Linked DNA regions of Mus musculus: all the other regions are linked to region 3. A link is a contact called in public Hi-C and HiChIP or PLAC-seq data. All regions are on one chromosome and are shown on one strand. The core of a region is the stretch at or near the end of the contact, and the rest is flanking DNA. Distances in the headings are between cores, read along the strand shown. Region 1 overlaps Disc1 (disrupted in schizophrenia 1). Region 2 overlaps Disc1 (disrupted in schizophrenia 1). Region 3 overlaps Sipa1l2 (signal-induced proliferation-associated 1 like 2). Region 4 overlaps Disc1 (disrupted in schizophrenia 1).

The links. Hi-C and Micro-C count contacts between places; a contact is called where the count stands out from the background. HiChIP or PLAC-seq counts read pairs in DNA pulled down with a chosen protein or histone mark.
Region 1: a contact with region 3 is called in an H3K4me3 HiChIP or PLAC-seq map of bone marrow-derived macrophages, with 5 times the contacts expected there. The contact joins two enhancer-like sites. A contact is called at or near these places in 2 of 484 Hi-C or Micro-C datasets (bone marrow-derived macrophages and nephron progenitors) and 8 of 115 datasets of contacts at active chromatin or transcription factors (bone marrow-derived macrophages, craniofacial prominence, embryonic basal ganglia and 5 more).
Region 2: a Hi-C map of bone marrow-derived macrophages shows a contact between it and region 3, with 22 read pairs. The contact joins two enhancer-like sites. A contact is called at or near these places in 9 of 39 promoter capture datasets (the C10 cell line, cranial neural crest, embryonic stem cells and 6 more), 2 of 484 Hi-C or Micro-C datasets (bone marrow-derived macrophages and cortical neurons), 14 of 115 datasets of contacts at active chromatin or transcription factors (SST interneurons, VIP interneurons, acute myeloid leukemia and 9 more) and 1 of 9 other capture datasets (embryonic stem cells).
Region 4: a contact with region 3 is called in a Hi-C map of bone marrow-derived macrophages, with 19 read pairs. The contact joins two enhancer-like sites. A contact is called at or near these places in 3 of 484 Hi-C or Micro-C datasets (bone marrow-derived macrophages, cerebral cortex and pre-B cells) and 11 of 115 datasets of contacts at active chromatin or transcription factors (the NIH/3T3 cell line, VIP interneurons, bone marrow-derived macrophages and 8 more).

The regions. Positions count from the first base shown.
Region 1 is chr8:125,102,939-125,108,255 of GRCm38.p6, reverse strand. The region is part of intron 3 of Disc1 (disrupted in schizophrenia 1); the gene reads right to left. Among named protein-coding and RNA genes, the nearest start is that of Disc1, 51 kb to the right of the region's middle. Within about 2 kb of position 2,720, at least 4 of the 459 cell types and tissues checked have an H3K27ac peak or open chromatin away from gene starts, as enhancers often do. A contact at or near this core is called in bone marrow-derived macrophages, where this site is marked.
Region 2 is chr8:125,223,251-125,228,191 of GRCm38.p6, reverse strand. The region is part of intron 10 of Disc1 (disrupted in schizophrenia 1); the gene reads right to left. Among named protein-coding and RNA genes, the nearest start is that of Gm30713, 160 kb to the left of the region's middle. Within about 2 kb of position 3,576, at least 51 of the 459 cell types and tissues checked have an H3K27ac peak or open chromatin away from gene starts, as enhancers often do. A contact at or near this core is called in bone marrow-derived macrophages, where this site is marked.
Region 3 is chr8:125,541,519-125,546,838 of GRCm38.p6, reverse strand. The region is part of intron 1 of Sipa1l2 (signal-induced proliferation-associated 1 like 2); the gene reads left to right. Among named protein-coding and RNA genes, the nearest start is that of Gm51602, 12 kb to the left of the region's middle. Within about 2 kb of position 3,473, at least 32 of the 459 cell types and tissues checked have an H3K27ac peak or open chromatin away from gene starts, as enhancers often do. A contact at or near this core is called in bone marrow-derived macrophages and cerebral cortex, where this site is marked.
Region 4 is chr8:125,251,631-125,256,468 of GRCm38.p6, reverse strand. All of the region lies in intron 12 of Disc1 (disrupted in schizophrenia 1), which reads right to left. Among named protein-coding and RNA genes, the nearest start is that of Gm30713, 130 kb to the left of the region's middle. Within about 2 kb of position 2,003, at least 249 of the 459 cell types and tissues checked have an H3K27ac peak or open chromatin away from gene starts, as enhancers often do. A contact at or near this core is called in bone marrow-derived macrophages and cerebral cortex, where this site is marked.

The DNA.
Region 1 (5,317 bases), core at 1,471-3,970, 440 kb after region 3:
AGGTGTAAGAGTTGTAACCAAAGTCTTGATTCAGATTAACTCCTCTCAGTGGCATTGTGGTTTTGACTTAGTTAGGGTCACTGTTGCTGTGACGAAACATCACAACCAAAGCAGGGTGGGAAGGAAAGACGTACACTTCCACATCACTGTCCATCAACGGAGGACATCAGGGCAGCAACTCAAGCAGGGCAGGAACCTGGGGGCCAGAACTGATGCAGAGGCCATGGGGGAGTGCTGCTTCTTGGCTTGCTTAGTCCACGAGGCTGGATATCTCAAATGCTCTTAAGTCCGCAGTAGAATCCCAATGAAGTAGGCGCTAATGCCAGTGAGGGAATGGACTTGCGAGCAAGTGAGAGCGAGCAGGAAGAGACCAGGAGCTTCCTTCTACCGTGCCCTTAAGTAAGCTCCCAGCAGATGAGCAGTACATTTTCTGAGCTCAAACGCTCTGGATTAAAGGTGCGCCTTCCTACTTCAGGGATCCAGATTACTAGTGGATCTTCCTACTTCAGATGAAGCGATTTTTTTTTAATTAAACATACTCACAGATGTGTCTTCCATTTGGGAGATTTAGTTAATCCCAGATGGAGTCAAGTTGACAACCAAGAATAGCCATCACAGGTTCCTGTCTTACATATTTTATTGCCAGCTGGTGGAGCTATTCGGGATGGGTAGGCATTTGGGGAGACCTAGCTGGAGGAAATGGCTCACAGGAGGCAGTCTCTAGCTCCTCCTTCCTCACTTGTGGCTCCCACTGCTACGATGTTCTGTGCAAGGAAATGAGGCCAAACCACCAAGGGCCGAGACCCTCAGAAGCTGTGAGCCAAAATGAATCCTGTCTCCCTCAACTTGTTTCTGTTGGGTCCCATGCTTCTAGAAACAAAAGCTAAGCAACAGAACATCATCTCTGACATGAGGCACACACTCGATGTGGCCAGCCCCTCAAGGACCATCACATAGGGAAGAGTTGACGATGGCCTTGCCTGATGTTCCCACATCTCGTATGTAAGATGTATGCTCACTCCTGTTGCTGACCACCTCTTTCAGGACACACAGGTACACACAGGCAGCACAAGTTTCTGCTGGCACCTAGGTTCTAAGCCACCTGGAAGTCGCAAAGCCCTTAAAGGAACCATGGGACACATGGATAACTAAATTCTGTCATGCACTTTAGCACAATGTCAGTAACAGAAAGTAAGAGGGGGTGACAAGCATGCAGTAAAATTAAGGCAAAATGCACGGGTGTCCTCAGAGCAAGGCAAACAGCACACTGTGGGCTAGGAGTCCATGCTTTCCACACTGGTGATCATTTGCTATGCTCAACTGTTCTATTATCTTTCAGAGCGCCGGAGACAAGCGGCAGGAGGCTTGCATGAGCTGGCATTTCAAGTGTAAAATTGCTAGACTTCATGTTTGAAGTGCATTATCAGGGCAGTCCTGTACCTGTACTCTTTTCTACAATAATCCTGCAGGTACATGCCAGAGCCTTGCAGGGCAGGGTACAGTATCACTGACCACCCAGATCAATCAAGAGCTAGAAAGAGTATAGGCTGGGGAGGTGGTTTACTGGCAAACCGCTTGCATTGCAGGCATGAAGACCTGAGTTCAAATCCCCAGAATCTACATTAAAAGCTGAGCACAGGGGAACACACAGCCATCTTAGTGATGATGAGACAGAGACAGACAGACTCCTGAGAGCTAGCTGGCCAATGAGAGACCTGTCTCAAACAATGGAAATGCTAAGGGCTTGAGGCCTGACACCCAAGGGTGTCCTCTGACTAACTACCACATATGCAACATGCATGCACACACCTGCACCCATATGTGCAGCCACACAAGCATGTGTGCACACACACAAGGAAGGAATGCATGTGGTATCATGCACATCCATCTATCTGTCTTACGTTCTTCTATTGGACTGTTTTTAAAACTCTGAGGCAGAGCAGCAGAGATGTTTGTGAGCCCATGTGCCACCTGCAGAGCTATGGACAGAGTGTGTGGAGTGATGTCATCGGTGAGCTGTGGGCAGGGTGTTTGGAGTGATGTCATTAGTAGAGAGAACTTTCCTCCTGTGTTGACCACTCCCAAATGACATCATCTTTTCTGTTGTCTGAGAGGCTACACCCCTTCCTTGTCCCCTACGTATCCACAAAGAGAGGTGTCCCTGGAGCCCAGAGCTCACATGGACCCAGGGAGATGGACAGAATGTCACAGTTGGAGTGTCCAGGAGCCAGGCTGGGCAGCATAGCTCAGCATCCCTGCATTCTTGCTAGAGGCTAAGACCTTGAGTAATTCTCCCACACATTTCCTCTGGAGCCCCAAGCTTACAATGCAGGCCCCAAGAAAAAGCCTAAGTGCATGTTTGCCTTGGCTGGCGACCATTTTCATCAAAAGTACGCTGTCTGAGAAGGCAGCCACTAGCCAATGGGATGCTTAAAGTAACAAGAACACAAACACAAAGCCAGTGGTGTTTTGTTCTGTGTCTGTGTCCTTCTTCCTGGAGGTTATGGATACAGACTCCGCTAACCCACAGACAGTCGATTGTTCACTGACACCAGGTACAGCAAGCTTGTCACCATGCACTAGGGGTCCTTTGGGTGAGAAGACACAGCCTACTCAGCTTCCAGGAAAGAGAGAGGAAGAAGGGAGGGAAGGACAAAGGCAGAACTCGCATGGTTACGAAAGTCACCCGCCAAGGATGAGGGAGAGGCAAGGGGGAGCTATTGTGTGAGTCACAGTGTCTAGGGGCACCATGACATCATTGGTGGGACAAAATCACCAGACCAAGTTGTGTCATAAACCAGAATGAAGTCGGTACTTTTCAAGGTTTGCTCTGGGTGGACCATCAGAGAGGTTCATTTTAATCAGTGTTAACGTAGCCATGGGGCCATGTGTAAGTGACTCCTTGGGGTGCATGAGGCTTGGTAAGAAGAGTCAGCCACGGCTAGTGTGTCCACCACCATCGCACAGTATAGGAACGGGGAAAGCTGTTAGCACGCTACAGACCTGGCTCTGCATGTGAGCTGCTGCCTGCCCAGGGCTTAGGGTGAGCATGGACTGGCACCAAGAGAGGTAGGGCCCAGAGTACAGCTCTCTGTACTGTTTCCACTCTGACTTCTTCTGTTGTTCTGAGACGGAGTCTGCATGCGTAACCCAAACTATCCTAGAACACTGGATTCCCCTGCGTCAACTCTAAGAGTTGGGGTTATATGTGTGACGTTAGCAGCGACTGTCGTAGCGACTGTTAGTAGCGACTGGCAGGGCGTAGAATCCCTTGAACGCATGCCTCTGTCAGGCTGTCGGGGATTACTGAGATTGGATGAGTTTGACTGAGGTAGAGACACACACACTGACTAATTGACAAATAAGGAGGAGATAAAAGCCAAACACCAGCATCATCTCTCCCTGCTTCCTGACCACAGATGCACTGTGACTGGCATCATCTCTCCCTGCTTCCTGACCACAGATGCACTGTGACCGGCATCATCTCTCCCTGCTTCCTGACCACAGATGCACTGTGACCGGCATCATCTCTCCCTGCTTCCTGACCACGGATGCACTGTGACCGGCATCATCTCTCCCTGCTTCCTGACCACGGATGCACTGTGACCGGCATCATCTCTCCCTGCTTCCTGACCACGGATGCACTGTGACCGGCATCATCTCTCCCTGCTTCCTGACCACGGATGCACTGTGACCGGCTCCCTCAAACACCTGTTGCCATACCACCCACCATGATGGACCCAGGAACCGTGAGCCAGGACAAACCATTTCTTACTAACGCTGCTTATGTCTGGATATTCCGTCACAGCGACCAGAAAGGTCTAAGAGGGCAGCGGGCACCTACATGTGCCCTTCTCTATTAACTTTTCTAGATTGTTTTTTCTTCCTTACAAGAATATATGGACTGGAGAGGGGGCTCAGGGGTTAAGAGCACTAGCTGCCCTTCCATTGGATCCAAGTTCAGTTTCCAGCACTGGAACCAGGAGAATCTATCCCTGGGCCCAGTAACTAAGCAGGGAGCATGCAGTCAGGGTCCCCGGCCCCACAGAAACTGTGATTCCCCCAGGGAGGCTGTCATGGGTTGGCTGTGCCTGAATCCCACGAAGTCAAGCTTCCACTAAACCAAGCCATCACGGGGCTGCGGGGAGGGTAGCCTTCCCTCTGTGTGTGTGTGGGGGGGGGGGGGCTGGAGCTTCCCAGGGTATTGGCTCCTCAGCGGGACTTTTCAAACACATTTGCCGTCTGGCTTGGTTGGTTTGGTTTGTGTTGTTGTTGTTGTTGTTGTTGTTGTTGTTGTTTGGTATTGGAGCCAAATGGGGTGGAGATTTGTAAGGCAAATCCTCTCAGGACTGCCAGCTGCACACACAGCCACCCCTGGCCCTGGAGCCTGTGTGATAAAGAGGAAGAGCCAGGCCTCCACTCACCCTTTGGCATAAATGGACTCCCATTCTGAAGGCGTGAATACCCTTGGTCTCCCCAGCCTGCTTAAGCAGGGGAGACTCACCTGCTAGGAGCACGAAGCCAAATAGTCTTCTTAGACGCCTCATGTTTCCACAGCCTGCTTCATTTCCATCCTGGTTTTTTCTACCTAACCCCTTTTCTTTTTCATTTGTGCTATGACATTTTAAAAAGCAGATTTGGGGGGGGGGGGTGGTGGTGGTGGGTTGTGGTTCAAGACAGGGTTTCTCTGTATAGCCCTTGATGTCCTGGAACTCACTCTGTAGACCAAGATGGCCTTGAACTCATAAAAAACCTGCCCGCCTCTGCCTGAGTCTTGGGATTAAAGGTGTGCGCCACCATCATGCAGGTAAGCAGAAACATTTATCCAAGACTGTCTAGCCAAGCCCTGCGACGAAGCCCTTTCTGTCAACAAGCTATGTGTATCTGCTCATGGCTTCTTAATTGGCCTGGCAGGAAAGCAAAGCAGGCTTGCTGTACTCAGAAATGTGGTCTGTCCATCATGACATACCAGGCTTGAGAAGAAAGCTGGGAGCAGGGCAAGAATCTCACAATGGCAGGCCCTTTCCCATAGTTAACTGCCACAGCTGGGACCAACAGTGGGTCCCTGAAGAGCTGATGAGAGGGATCCACGGGGCAGTGTCAGGAGGGACAAACTGGTTCGTAAGAAGGGTTTCCTTCACTAAGCCCACTGGCCACCCCTCCCCGAACCATGCCCAGAACCGACTCTGCCCTAAAGCAGTCCACGAAGAGAAGCAGAACCCACTCTTCAATCCACACGAGGGACTCTCAGGGAAAGTCCCTGTGGTAGAAAGTACAGGAAGGGAACAAACCTCAGAGAAAGGCAAAAATAAAGGGA
Region 2 (4,941 bases), core at 2,327-4,826, 320 kb after region 3:
TAAGGCCACATGGGAAATCCCGTTAGGATCCCGCTTTTCTGACCTGTATAGTACAAGGTGGTGGTGTATGATGTCACAGTTGGTGCTTGTGCTACAAACTGTGCCGGTAATGAATAAGTTGTGGGTTAATGGCCACTGTGTTCCAATATCTACAGGGTTGGTTCTCAGGCACAGAGATCTGAATTGGCACAGGTGCCAACACACACGTGCCTGACACCCAACAGGCTCAGGCGGGTACGTCTGGCACACACCCAAGAACCCCTTAGTGTTTCAGGCTAGCTTCACTCCTAATGCTGGAGACCTAGGAATTCTCCTGAGGTTCAGAGCTATCTTCCACGGCAGAGGCAAAGGCAGCCCAGTGCCCTCATCCTTCTGGCTTGTGAGAAAGGAAACCCTCTTGTCAGAGCTTTCATCCACCGCCTCTAGAAAACTGTCTCAAACTGCAAGACAGCCATGAACTGAGTCTACTTACAGAGAATTGTGGGGTGCCCATTAGGCATGTATAGGAGAGGACAGATTGAGCCTCCTCAGGTAAAAGGAAGCATCCGTTTGCCAGGCACTATGGGTACATGATGGCACCATCACCCTATGACCCGACAGGTCTCAGCTGAGGGGAAGTCACTGTGACAGGGCACTGCTGCGGTCACAGGCTGAGAAGAAATCTGGGACCTGCTGGAGCCCAGGGCCAACTCAGAACTGTACCGAGGAATTGTGTGCAGACATCTCTATCCATCCAGGCACACAGAGTATCATAACAGCTGAAATCTAAATTGAAGTCTAAAAATAGCACAATAAAATTACTTCCTTCCTTCACTCCACAGAGAGCAAGTGGGCTGACACTCACAGCTGCAGGGCACGGCTGACTTCCGGAGTTCGCATGGACAGAACGGTTACACAACTGCCCCATCTTGTGAACACATTGCCCATCCCAGAGAATGGGGGAGCCAGAGCAATTACCCGGTTGGTGGAAACTGATCATGGACATTTGATTATAGTTATTAATGGGGAGAATGGGAGACAGACCGCTGAGCGGCAGGCTAGCGCTAAGTGAATGTGTATGAGATTCCTGGAGGGGGATTAATTTCTGTTTGCTTTTCATCTCTCAGCTACCATCTGAATGTGACACCGAGTCTAAGCGTGACTTGTCACAGCCTTATCAGTATTCTGTGCCTTGCATGCTGGTCACATTATCTCCGCTGGATGTACCAAACGAGGGGTCTCTTGCTGTGGGGGTTCATTTTCCTCTGATTCTAATGCGGAACTGGGGTTAGCTAGTGATTGGCTTTTCAGGGGAGAATCGTACCTTGGCGTGTCAGAAAGACACTCTTCAAGCAAATATTTGCCTCTCTGTGTGTTTCCCATTGGCACTGAGCACACAGTTCCTAATCTGGAGGGCGCACAGGCTCTCCTCAAGCTTTCGGCCCCATCAGAGGACGCTGGGCTTTTTCTGTATCTCAGCTATGAGATCTCAAGCTCTTCAGGTGAGCCACGTCCCATTGTCCTGCCCGTGGTGGCCTCTCAGCCTCTGTGCATGGTTAAGTGACACACATGCAGTGCCAGAAAGCACGGTGCCAGACCACACTCTGTTCTGCCCCAAGTTCTGCTCTTCTCCAACCAGAGACAAAGATGATCTTATCAAGGCCTTCTCAGGGCTTTCAAGCCATGCTGTAGAGATAGTCCTGAAGTGTATCCTTCTCTAATGTTAGCAGACAGAAGGCCCCCAGAATCCATCAAGCCACACCAGAAAGATGATTCCTAAGTCATCCAATCTCTCTACCTTCCCCTGAGAAGCAGGCTGCTCCCCACATTGGATTGTGAGGTCCAGTGGGGAGGCCTCCCAAATGCAGCCAAATGCAGCCAAATCAATAACAGCAAGGGGATCACCTGACTGTGCTTAATATTTTTTTTGGGGGGGGGGTCAGTGAGTTAAAGCCAAAAAGCCAGTAGTATAAGAACCGTTGAGAAGACGAGATATGTGGGACATTGCCGGGCGTGGTGGTGCACATCTTTAGTCCCAGCACTTGGGAGGCAGAGGCAGGCAGATTTCTGAGTTCAAGGCCAGCCTGGTCTACAGAGTGAGTTCCAGGACAGCCGGGGCTACACGGAGAAACCCTGTCTTGGAAAAAAAAAAGATATGTGGGACACTCTATTCACCCCGACATGAGATCAGCATCATCTTTCTGGGGATTAGACTGTCTGGACATCAGTCTGCTGGCTGTCAGAAGAGTTCAGACTAAAGGAGTTTCAGACGAGAACCAGGCTCCAGGCTTCTGTGTGAACGTCCACCAGGTGTTTCCACTGCTGCCTGCACACCACACGTGGCCAAGCATGGCCATGAGAGTGACCTAACATGTTGCGACTTGTTTAAAACACAAGGGGATTACGATAGAAAATTTTGGCAGGGTCCTCCATAGTGAACTTTGTAGATGAACATGCTATGTCACAATGTCAAAAGAAGTCCCTCTTGGATGCTAAAACCTACGTGGGACCATGTTTACTCTCAGACTGTTCACCTAAACCCGACTAGCCCCTTCCTCTTATTGAAAGGACTCACAGTCACTTAGAGATGACAGGTCAGGCAAACTCCAGGGGCAGCTTGCCCTTCTGACTAGCAGGAGGAGGAGATATCCTTCAAACCCCATCTCCCCTTCACACTCCAGTGAGCCACACAAATGAACACACCTGTGCCACAGCAGCCTCGGGGGCCACTTCCATCCAATCCTGTAACTGCCAGCACTACCAAACTCCACTGTCAGAACAAGGACAGTTCCACAGAGAGCAACAAATAGAGAAATCCATGCAAGAGTCGATTAAGACAGGCTTGAGCCGGCTGATGCATCGCACCGGCCTGCCCCAGCGGCTGCGGCACCTCTGGGGAAACCACGGCATTGCTTACAGTCTCGTTTACAGAATAATAATGGAAGTAACTTGGCCAGATGGTCTGTGTAGTTGTCACAAGTCATCTCTTAGTGATTCTCACCTTAGGCTTCGTCCAGGAAATAATTACATGATTTCCATTGGAAACGTAAAAATTTTAATTACATGTATGTATGTATGTGTGTGCCCCATACTCATGTGTGTTACAGGTGGAGGTCAGAGGACAACTTGAAGAAATCAGCTCTCTCCTCGTACCAAGTGGGTCCCAGTGGGCAAACTCAGATCACCAGGCTCCGTGGAAGAACTACTGAACAAGCCATCTCACTGGTCTGGGGACTTTTTTTTCTTTAGCATAGCTCAGTGGGGTGAACTGCTTGCTGCACAGGTGTCCAGCACCCACATGAAAAGCCAAGTGTGGGGATCCACGCCAGTGCTCTCGCACACAGAGCATCGCCGAGTTTGGGATGAATGAGGCTAAGGAGTTCTTTGCAGCTTGAGGAGGGATCCAGCCCTCCACGCTGGTGTGACAGTAAGCTGTAATGGTGCAGAGCCTGGTGTGTTTGAACCTGGGACTCATTCCTCATCACAGGCACTCTCATAGCAGCCGCCGGACACAGGCAGGCGGCAGGGACAGGAAGGAGGGACAGGCGGAGGGGGAAGTGGGAGCAGACTGACTCTGAACCCCACGGGTCATGCTATGTCAACCGTGTACTTCCTGTGGCTGTGGATCAGACTCACCAGTGAGAACTGGGGAGAGCAGTCACTGACAGTCTTGGAAAGGCCTGCCTTCTAGAGAGAAGGTCTGAGAACCTCCCTGCCCCCAGCAGCAGAGACTTTAGAACCCATCTGTCTGGAGGTCACAGGGTCCTGGCACGTTGTCAAATTAAACTATCATGCAATCTCAACACGCCCTGGAATCATTAAAACCTTCTCATTTCATTAAAGACAAATTGGATCTCTGCCATTGACATATTGACTGAAGCTTAATGGCTCTTTAATTTCTCAATTCATGGCCAAATGCATCAAAAAGACTTTTGCCTTGAGTATGTTAAACTCATCCGAGGTTGGACACTCCCTGGTAATTGTCTTTGTGTGCGTGTGTCTTTTCTTGAGACAGTGTCTCTTACAGTCCAGGCCAGCCTCAAACTCATATGTAGCTAAGGCTGACTTTGAACTCCTAGTTCTTTAGCCTTCACCTGGCAAGCACTAAGAGTACAGGACACACCACGACACTTAGGAACGGTGGTCTTTAAACGTGTGAAAGCCACCCTGGAATGTGAAGGCTGAGAGTGAAGTGGTCTTTGGAAGTATCCTCTAGTGTAACATAGCTTTATCCATCTTGACTCAGGACACCAGTGCTGAACTCCACAAGATGCTTGTGAGATCAGCCCACCCGCATACTCTCCCAGAAGTGGCCCCTTCCTAGGAATGTCTAAGGGTTAGCAGTTGCTGTGGCGGACACTCTTGACATAGCTGCCTGAAAGCTGCTGTGTTCTGTGAAGAACCCCCACTCATTCACCTACAAGCCCAATGAACTCCTTGCTTCACCAAGCTGGACTTGGGTGGAATTACTGTCATAGCTGGGGTGAATAGGCATTTGTTCAGAGCCATGTAACACACGCTATCTCTAAAAAAGGGCCTCACATCCACATAATAATTACAATTCAAGGACTAGGAGAATAACATCAGTAATTGCCCCTGCTTCCCAGGGACTCACTCAGGGCTGACACCATGTCACACAGTGGTCCTCCTGGCATAATGCCCAGGGTTACGTCAGGCCTCTGCTTCTTTATGGACCATCTTCTCCAGGTGACATGCCCACTGTCTCTGGGAACTATCGAAAGAGAGGTAGAATAGGGAGCTGTGGCAACCCCAGATGCTCTTGGACGTCTACAATGGGTCTCTATGCAGAGATGCAGAGCTCAGGAGACCCAAACAGCTGATTCCTGGGCCGGGGATACACAAGGTCAGGGCTCTCCGGCTCATAAACTCAGTGCCAGGTGTGTGGCTGTGAAGGCAGCAGGTGACACTAGGACCTCGGCCAGCCGATGATGCTGTGCGTGG
Region 3 (5,320 bases), core at 2,224-4,723:
CCCCCCCCCTTTCAGCTCTGGGATACAGGGTCTGTGGAAGGGCGCTGGTTCCCCTGGCTGCTGGATGGAACCGTTTGAAGAGCACCATTCCCTAACCCTAACTATAGCCATAAGTCTTGACCCTGATGCTAACCATAACCCTTGACCTTAACCCCTAGCGCTAATCCTAACCATAACCCTTGGCCCTAACCACAACTATAACCCTAAACCCAACCATACTCATAACCTTAATCCTATAACCATAACCTGACCTTAATCCTAACCCTAGCCCTGACCTTAAACCCTAAGCCTAATCCTGACCCTAACTCCTAACTGTAATCTTAACCACAAGCCTAACCATAACTCCTTACCCTGACACCAACCACAATCCTAACGCTAACCCCTAACCCTAATCCTAATCGTAACCTTTTCCACACTCCTTGCCATGACCCTAACCCTGGCTCCAACCTGACCCCTAAACCAGAAGTGCCCTGTGCTCGCAGTGTCCTTTATTAAGGGTTAGGGTCCCTCCTGCTGCAGTCCTCTGGCAGTCACACATACCTGCTGGGTCTGCTGGGTCTGCCCATGGTGCTCTTGAATTGAATTCCTTTGAATTGTCACCATAGTGTTCTAGACTGGCCAGCAGACAGGAAGGTGTTGAAGAGGCCACTTTCAGCCAACGTGATGATGTTGGTCAGTACAAACTGCACTTAAAAATGCAGACGCTGCCCCTTTTGCTGCCCGCAGTCACACGCTCAGTGGTCACGCGCAGCTGGTTGCTACCACATCAGACAGCACGATGGGGCACTTTCATGACTGCACAAGACTCTCTTGTTTGATAGTTGCTGTCCATTAGTCTCCCAGCCTTGGGCCTCTGGACAGAGTCCATCCTTTATTCCTCCTGGGGAACACATCCAGGGATGACCCTCCCGTGCTCGTACACTCCTCACAGGGCCAGAGGTCTGCAGCACCCCTGCCTGCCTCTCTGGCTGAGGTCTCCTCAGACGCACCTGTGCTTGCTTACCCTGGTTAGTGACAGACACATCCTTACTGCCTTCAGAGCTCCCTTCCTCAGCTGGCCTCCCTTCCTCATTGGCTTCCTCGGAATCTCTAAACGTTTCTGAGCCCACTCCCTCAGAAACAATTGTCATAAACTTCAAGTACTCCACATATTTTTGAAGTGACATCTAACACTTTCATCACACATTTAAATAGTGGTTCATGGGACATAGGAAAAGACCAAAGCCAAGATGGGAGTAGTGTGAGCACTGATGCAGGTGGGATTGTCCTTCACAGTGTCATTTGGGAGAACTGCCTGATTATGAAGTGAATGCCATGAAGCTGTCACCAAAGCCACATCTGATCTGGTGTGAAACTTTTTGGTATTGGGGAAAATTCCAGGTGTATTGAAAAGCTCTTCATCGTTCATTGGTGGATGTGCATGCCTTTAGTCCCCACACATGGGAGGCAGAGGCAGATGAATCTCTGAGTTCAAAGCCACCCTGGTCTACAGAGTGAGTTCCATGAGTGCTAGGGTCACACAGAGAAACCCTGTCTCCAAAACAAAACAAAACAAAACAAGAGCAGCAGCAAAGAGAAGGACTTCATCTTTGGCTCTTTGCCACTGACCCCCTTGGAGCATTTAACCCAGGCCACATTTGCCAGGTATACATCTGCCCCCTACAGCAATGGTGCCTGTGGGCTTCAGGCCGGGTTGATTATTAAAGGCTTGTAGTGGTCAAGGTTCTGAAGGGTCTTTATGTAAAGTCCTGGAAGTGTGTAGCCATGCTGCAGTGCATTGTGGGAGATTTTGATGGGAAGGAAAGGATGCCCACCTGTTCCTCAGAAGTCTCGCATGGAAGTGAGGGTCTAGATGCTCGTCAATTCCACACACAATGAGTGTCAGGGACCTTGGGTCCTTGTGTCTTCAGGTTGGTGGCTCAGTGGGGAGAACAGTTAGTTCTAAGGCAGGTTTCTCTGTCCTCCTTCTCCCTCGGAGGTGTCAGGGCCACGCTGTAGATGTCTGCTCTCTAACTTAGGATATTATCTCTCATGAAATTATGCAAATACGTAGTCATAGACAAGAAATACAAATGTCAGTTTCTGACAGCTGTTTCAGTCGGTCACCCCAGTATCATAGGTCCTGAATCCCAGAGCACTGGAAGCTCCCTCTTCTATCGCTCTGTGTGTGTGTGTGTGTGTGTGTGTGTGTGACTGTGCGTGTGAGACTGTGCACGTATGTGCAGGGGTGGAGGTGGGGGGTAGGGTGGTGATTTTGCCTTCAGGAGATCCTCCTACCTGAAACAAGCCAAGTGAATGTTTTTAGAGTGTTAGTCTCTGAGCTTACCATCTCCAACCCTCCCACCCTGCGCCTGTGCTGTGATTGCTTTGGGGTCACCCCCTGTTCCATATGTCATCCATAAACTCACTAGCGCCCCAGGGTGGACCTTGGTGTACTTGTACTTTGATTGACACTGGAGTCCTATAAAGAGGGTGTGGGTGTGGACGCACGCCTTTAATCCCAGCACTCGGGAGGCAGAGGCAGGCGGATTTCTGAGTTCGAGGCCAGCCTGGTCTACAAAGTGAGTTCCAGGACAGCCAGGGCTATACAGAGAAACCGTGCCTTGAAAAAACAATAAATAAATAAATAAATAAATAAATAAATAAAATTTAAAAAAAATTAGGCTTGGTACAGGACGTGGTAATGCACACCTTTAATCCTCTAACTTGAGAGGTGGAAGCATGTGTATCTGAATTTGAGGCTAGCCTGGTCTGCATAGAACATTGCAGCTGACCAGGGCTACATTTTGAGATCCTGTCTCAAAACAGAACCCCACAAAACCAGGCATATTACTTTCCTACTCTCTTAGGGAAGGTAACTATAAAAGTTGATCCTATAATTGTTTTCAAATTCTGCTTAATATAGCACAAGAATGCAAAGAGACGACTGTTGCTGATTACCTTACGGTAACTGTCCGTGCTGTCCATGTGACTGTGTTACTTCTCCTTCCCAGGGCACAGGTTTGTGCCCAGCGTCTGGAGAGCTCTGCATATGTGCGAGCAGACCCAGCAGTTTTTTGTTTTTCTGCTCACTGAGGTACTGCCCTGCAGTTTAGCATCTGATAAGTCTGAAGCGGGCTCCAGGGGAAGGGTTTCTTATCTAGCATAGGAAGATAAGTGCTTGGCTGGTGGCTCGTTGAATGTTCTTGGGCATGCACCTTTGCAGAACAGGGCAGGATTGCCCAGCAGTGGGCCTCCAGCTTGTGATGTCTGGCAGAAATCCTGGTAGTGGAAGACCCAGGCCCTGCTGCTGGCAGAACTGTATTTGGCACAGCTCTGGCCAGTGCTGTGGGGAGACAGGGTACAAGGATGGTCTCCAGGTTCTGGGGAACTCTGCCCTGTGTGCAGAACCAACCAGGCAGCTTCCCCTGATGAGCACATGGAGTTGTACGCCACAGGCTGTGGGTTTCCTCAGATACTTGGGACGGTATACAGAACATAGTGCAACTTCCCCAGATGCTAAAAATGTTCCGCTCGCAGTTCTTACAGGTGGGGCTTGTCAGCACCGTGCAGCCTCGGGTCTCCTGCCTGGGTGGTGAGCCTGATAGGGCATAGGGATGCAGGTAAGGGAGGTGCAGGGCATAGGGGTGCAGGTACGGGAGGTGCTAGTGGATCATGCTCCGTGGTTGGTCCGACTGAGCCCATAACAGCACAGGCTCGGAGACAGGGTGGGAGTGGGGGTGCAGCTACAGAATCTGCTGTGAGACTGTAGCCATTCTAGTGGAACAGTCAGCTTGCTAACAAGTTGTCAGCTGTAATGTGTGACACCGCTCCTCTCCCCCCCCCCCAGCCACTGCTGTTAATTTACACAGTGTATAATCTGAGTCTGAAACCCCCTTCTGCTGCACCCCAGGGCTTAAAGCACATTCCTAATGTCCTGTTTCTGAGCAGAATCAATTTTTTTTTTTTTTTTGTTAAGGGAAGAAATGTGATCAGAGCTGGTGGATTTTGGGTCATCAAGGAAATTGCACAATAAAGCAAGTACAGAGTTAAATTTAAACAGACAGGCTTCGCTTTATGGCGTTGGAAGGTCTTTTCTTGGGGGTGGCTAGTCTCTAGCCAGACAGTAGCCTGGTTCTGTAGACGGTCTTAGGAGTGCTCAGGATAATTCTAGGTCAGACAGACTTGCAGTGGAGTTGTCCTGTGGCCTGGGCCAGCTCTGCCTGGTTTACTTGTCCCTTCACAGGTTAAACTCCTAGCTCCCCGAGATGATGGTTTTAGGAGGTGGCTCCTTAGACAAAGGTGGGGCATGAGGGGTGAGTCCTGGGCATGGGATTAGTAACCTATGAAGGAGATCTCTTCTACCTCAGGCCTTGGAAACAGCATGTATCTTTCATGACCCAGAAAGTGGGTACCCCCACCCTCTGCCTCTGGCTTTGTCCTTAGACTTCCAGCCTCCAGCACGGGCTATCTCATGCTACTGTTACAGCAACTGGGCTGTCTCATGTTGTTGTTACAGCAACTGGACTAGACTGAGATTTCATATCACACTTATGTGTTTATTATGCAGCACGCATGCCTTAAAGGACTCCAGGGGTCTCCAAGATGGCTGCAAGCTGTGCTTTAAAGGAGTGCCACACACAGCGACAGTGTGAGCCATCTGTTGTGGACACCCTGTGGTCAAGGTTTCATGGAGGGCACAGAGGTTGCCCATGCTTTCAGAGGTCAAGGCATAGTGTTAGCTAGCATTCTGTGTGACTTTGTTCAAGGCTCCATTTTCCCTGTACAGTCCACACTAGCCTCTCCTGCTGGACCATGCAAAGCAGTGTCCAGCTTGCCATGACTTCCACATCGTCTTGTCACCTCTTCAGGCTGAAATCAGTTCTCTCTTGTCATCACCAAGACTGGTGGCCCCTGACCCATGCCCCTCTGCTACTTCTCCCTTACTTCTCGCCTTCCTGCCCCCAGGTTGCTTCTCCTGTGGCCTCTATCCTGGTACTTGCCCTTCCTACCCCATTTCTACTTGGCCATCTCTGATTTCCTGTGAGGGTTCTGGATATGGCCGTCCTGTACCCTCAGCCTTGCATGCTCTTGTCACACCTCTTCTCTGTTTGCACCCATCGGATCAGCCATGCTGGCTAGAGCTCTGCTTGCCAGCTCAGTTGCTGGTCAGCACACTGTGGGAATGAATGAGTGGCCATTCTAGAAGCAGTTCAGTAACCAGCTTTCCCATGAGCAGAATTTGGTGTAAGCTTAGGTATACCAGTTGTGTGTGTGTGTGTACTGCTGTCACCTTTAACTTTAGTTGCCTTCCTAGGCTTAATATTTATTAGGTCACCAC
Region 4 (4,838 bases), core at 754-3,253, 290 kb after region 3:
ACCTCCTGTCTAACTCTCCCAGGTTGTTGGGATTAAAGGCAATGCATGATCCTCTGTAGTCAATGTGGACTACAGCAGAAAACTGACCTGTGTAGGGGGGAGGAGCAGTCAGGAGAAAAGCCCTATCCACACACACCCAGAAAGTAGGCAAGCATAGGGAATCACTTAACAACCTAGGACTCCACTTGGCTTGGGCTGTGCATATAGCTCTCTTCTAGCAATGCTCTCAGCAAAGGACTCTCGCCTACAAGTGATACGCGCATCCATCCCTGTGAATAATGCACTGGATAATCTATTGCCAACCTAGAACCCCCACTTGCCTAGAGCTGCAGGCACCACCCTCTCTGAACAATGAAATCAGTTTCTCATCTCCTTAACAACTATCCCAGTAGGAGGGGCTAGACTGGTTTTAGATGCATGTACAATAAAGCAAACTGTGTCCTCCAAGTGCACCTTCGGGGAGAATCCCCTATTTTCCATTGTAGGCCTATATGTAACCTGGCATATGTTTGACATCAGATGTGTTATGAGAAGAGACGAGAGAGAAGAATATACAACTTAAACTATGTAGTTAAAATAGAGAACCACACAAAGGACATCCTTAGAAACTGAATTCCCACTCTCTATCTCCATGAAAGGAACCCTCAGGGCCTTTGAGTACTGACATTCATGATGTCCACTCTCATTCTTGAACACACATTTTCTGGCCTTTTGGTGAAAAAAAAAAAGCACTCTTGCTACTTGTGCAAACCTGTATCTACTAATTTCGATGCTTTGAGTAAGACACCAAGGACCTACAGACACCTGACCCAGCCCCTTTCCACTGGTGGCAAAGGGACCTGCTACGTGCACAGAGAGACCGTGTCACCAGCCTCATGCTAAGTTCACACTGTGTCCCATGGGCAGCAGAGTCATCTTGCTCTGCACACATTGTCTGCTCCAACTTTTTGTACCCAGACCTTGGCAGAAAGGAGAAGGAAGCACAAGGCTGCCACCCTCGATCAGCTGAGCACAGTGGTGCCTCGGAGAGCAGCCTGCCCAGATCTGCACTCCCCCACTATAAATTACTGAAGGTCTCCACAGATGTCCGTCCTTCCTGCTCTTTGGTTTTAGAAGCAAAAGATCATTTCCAAGGAGACAGGGCAATCGCCCCTCAGCTCTGTTACCTTGGCCTCTTCGGGCTACACACTGGAAAGTGGAACCAGACAGGAGCCCTTTGGGGCTGTGGAGTTTATTCATGAGCCTGGATACATTTAGTCTCTGCATGCCATCAAGACTAGCAAGACGAATCAACTGGGCACCGTGCATTCCCAATGAGCAGAGAGAATAGGCTCCCAAGAGGCTTCTGGACAGGGATGCAAATACCACGTAAATAGAATCAGCCTGGTCCTTGCTCATCCATGACTCAGCAGAGGCTGGCAGAGCTGCCCGGGGCTTTGAGAGATGCCAGGATATGATCCTTTCCTCCTATAGTGAGCTATGGAAGTCAGAGGAAAAAAAAAAAGGAGGGGAAAAACAAGTCCTGCTTAACAATTCACCAAAGCCTAAAAGCTTTCCAATGGAGGCATTCCGGACGTGGAGGAACGGTTACACAGACTCAAGGGGGATTTTGGAATGGAGCTGCTAATTAGAATCCAGAACCTGTGAAATCATCCCTCAGGTTCAGACCACTGCTAATGGATCCCCAGCATGCCTAGAGTGAAGTCACAGCCCCGTCCTCTCCCCAGAGGCACCACGCTCCCCTCCCCACCGCCTGCTCTCCCAGTTAACCGAGCAAGCGGTCACCTCTGGCTGATGGTTTGAGTTGTTCACAATGCCTGTAACTCAGGAAGCCTGCCAGGAGGACAAAGAGGCAGCCTGTTTTCCTCCATCCCCAGATCTGCCAGCCCAGCCTTCCTCTACCACCCAGCAGGCTGCTGTGGCTCTGACACCGACAGACTGTGCAAGAACTCTTCAGAAGGTTTAGAAGCCCCCGCAGTATTGTCCCCAGCCCGCCCCTCTGTGTATGGCTCGCTGGTACACCACCTGCTTTGCTCCTGCAGGCGTGTGGCTTACGATAAGGGGGCTCTAACCCCAGGAAGAATGGGCAGCCACAGCATCCGGGACTCAAGTCCTCCAGAAAGGTGTCCCCCGTGGGTTTACGTCAGCACATTCCAGTGTGGACTTGGATTAAACAGCAATCGTCTGCTACGCATGCGCAGTGGGTCCTGGCAGCCGGCTTAACAGAATCAAGAGAGATGCCACCCTCACTGCGGCTGCTCTTCTATGCTATTAGTTGCGAGCTTTTTCTTTCAGCAGCGCTCAGCATTGTGCCTTTGATCACAAACGAAAACACACACCAGCCAGAGCTTGGCTGGGGGATTCCTGCAGCCTCTTTGGACGCCTTGATAAATTCTAATTTGAAACAACAGCTTTTATTTGTTGTGGAACCCCACGGAGCATTGTGAACACGGCTTCCTGTCTTGGGCCCATTGTAATACGGGAATCCAAGTGCTACTTCAGATTAAAGACACACTCTATGTATTATTCTCGTTCAGTGACACAGAACATGGGCTGGATTTCAGAGGAAAGCTGGGATAAATGTGTGTTTGTGGTGTAGATGTTATCTAAGGAGGGGCTGACTCAGTACCCAACCCAGCACTTTTCTACTCTTAGTGGCATGGTATGGAATGTCCTGGACAGGGTCAAATGCTTGAACAGTTGTTCGCAGTGGTAGTGCTGTTTGGCAGAATTGTGAAACCTTTAAGAGGCAGCTCCTGATTGGTGTAAGCGGGTCATCAAAGATGGGCCCTGTGATGGTTTGTATTTGCTTGGCCCAGGGAGTGGCACTTCTAGGAGGTGTGGCCTTGGAGTGGGTGTGGCACTGTGGGTGTGGCTTTAAGGCCCACTTCCTAGCTGCCTAGAAGTCAGTCAGTCTTCTCTTAAGAGGCCAGCGGATGAAGATGTAGAACTCTCAGCTCCTCCTGTACCATGCCTGCCTGGATGTTGCCATGTTCCTTCCTTGACGATACTGGACTGAACCTCTGAACCTATAAGCCAGCCCCAATTAAATGTTCTTGTAAACATTGCCTTGGCCATGGTATCTGTTCACAGCAGTAAAATCCTAACAAAGACAGGCCCCAAGGGTCCTAATCCTGGTCTAACACCCCCTACCTTTGGCCTGAGATCTCTACTTCTTGAGCCACTAAAGATGCTAGAAGCCACACCACAAATTCTCATCTCCCTGGGTCGCATCATCAGGTGTCATGCCCTCTCACCATGATCTGGATCATGAGCCACACCCCACTCAGCTGTCCCAAAACCTCCCCACCCCAGCAGACCTGGGACAAACCCCACTGTTATGGGAAATATTTAATGAACCTGCCAACTCTCCACACTCCTGCTTCTTTCAACCTGCCAACTCTCTGACCCCGTCGGGCCACATTCCCACTCTAGTACCAGCACTGGTGGACCACAACACTATGTCCCAGCTGGGTCCCACCGCTTTGTCCCACATTCCAATAACCATCCTCAAAATTTGATAACACGATACCCAGTAACCGGTAAAATCAAGACTCTTAAGCTTCTAGTTAACCAATTAGATTTATGTATCAATATTGCACAATTTACAAGATGGCAATAAATAATTTCAGAACTAATTGATAATGATAAAGCTTTAACCCAAATATTCTAACCTTTTGATAACACCAAGTCAGCCTCCATCCTCCTCCTCTCTCCTCCTGAGACCTCTCTGTCTCTGTAACTCTTTGATCTGCCTCCCTTTTCCCTGTCCAGTCACAGGCCTCCCCTGCACTTAATGTAATTGGACAGGGAAAATCCTGTGACAACCCTCCCCACCACAGTGTTTGGCTCTGTGTCATTACCTGGCAATAATCACTGTCCTATTTCATAGACGCCTGTCCCTTAGAAAGTTCAAGTCTGTGTGATCTACTAACACACTACCTCCTTCTCCTGCTTCCTGGACCAATTGCAGATTGCATTCTGCACTTGGAAGAGGCAGGGCACTGTGCAGAACAGGATTTAAAAACAAACAAACAAACCATGGAAATGGCAACAGAAGTCGTTCAAGGAACATCAAGGAACATCCTGCTAAGTTCATAAGCAGGGGGAAGATGTAAAGTTACCATGAGATACACTGACGCCACGATTGGCCGCTCATCAGAACTCTTCTGAATGAGACCAATCTCTGACTGTTCAAAGCTACTTAAATATATATGCATGGAGATGAAGCAAAATGGACCCAATGTTCTAAAAAGTCAGGCTATGAGAAGCAAAGACCAAAATGCCTACATTCCCCGCAAACATTAAAAAAAAAAAAAAAAAAAGCCAGGCTGTTGAAGAGAGAGTAATAGAAAAGTAGATGACCATAGCTACAGCAAGCCACTTGTGAGTGAACCCCTGAGGGGAATCAGGGCAGGTAAGCACCCCTCCCCGTCCGTGTTCCTGAAATGGTTAACTTTTTAACTAACACCTTGCCCAGACCTAGAATCACTGAGTTGAACAATTGTCTACGTCAGGTTGGCCTGTGGGCAGCACCTTTCCCTAGGCTAAGAGCCCGAGCTGTACAAGAGAGGAGGAAGCTAATTAAGCAGGCAGGCAGCATGGGCATACTTGCTTCTCTCTTGGCTCTTGACTGTGGGCATGAGGTGACTTGACTAGACTAGCCACTTGAATTCCTACCTTGACCTCCCCTCCAGTGATGAAATTTAATCAGGAAGTGTGAACCAGACAAACCTTCCCTCCCCTAAGTTGCTTTTGGTCAGGGTGTTTTATCAACAGCCACTAGAAATAAAACTAGAACAGAATTCATCCACACCCTTCCAAAGAGCTGCCCAGTG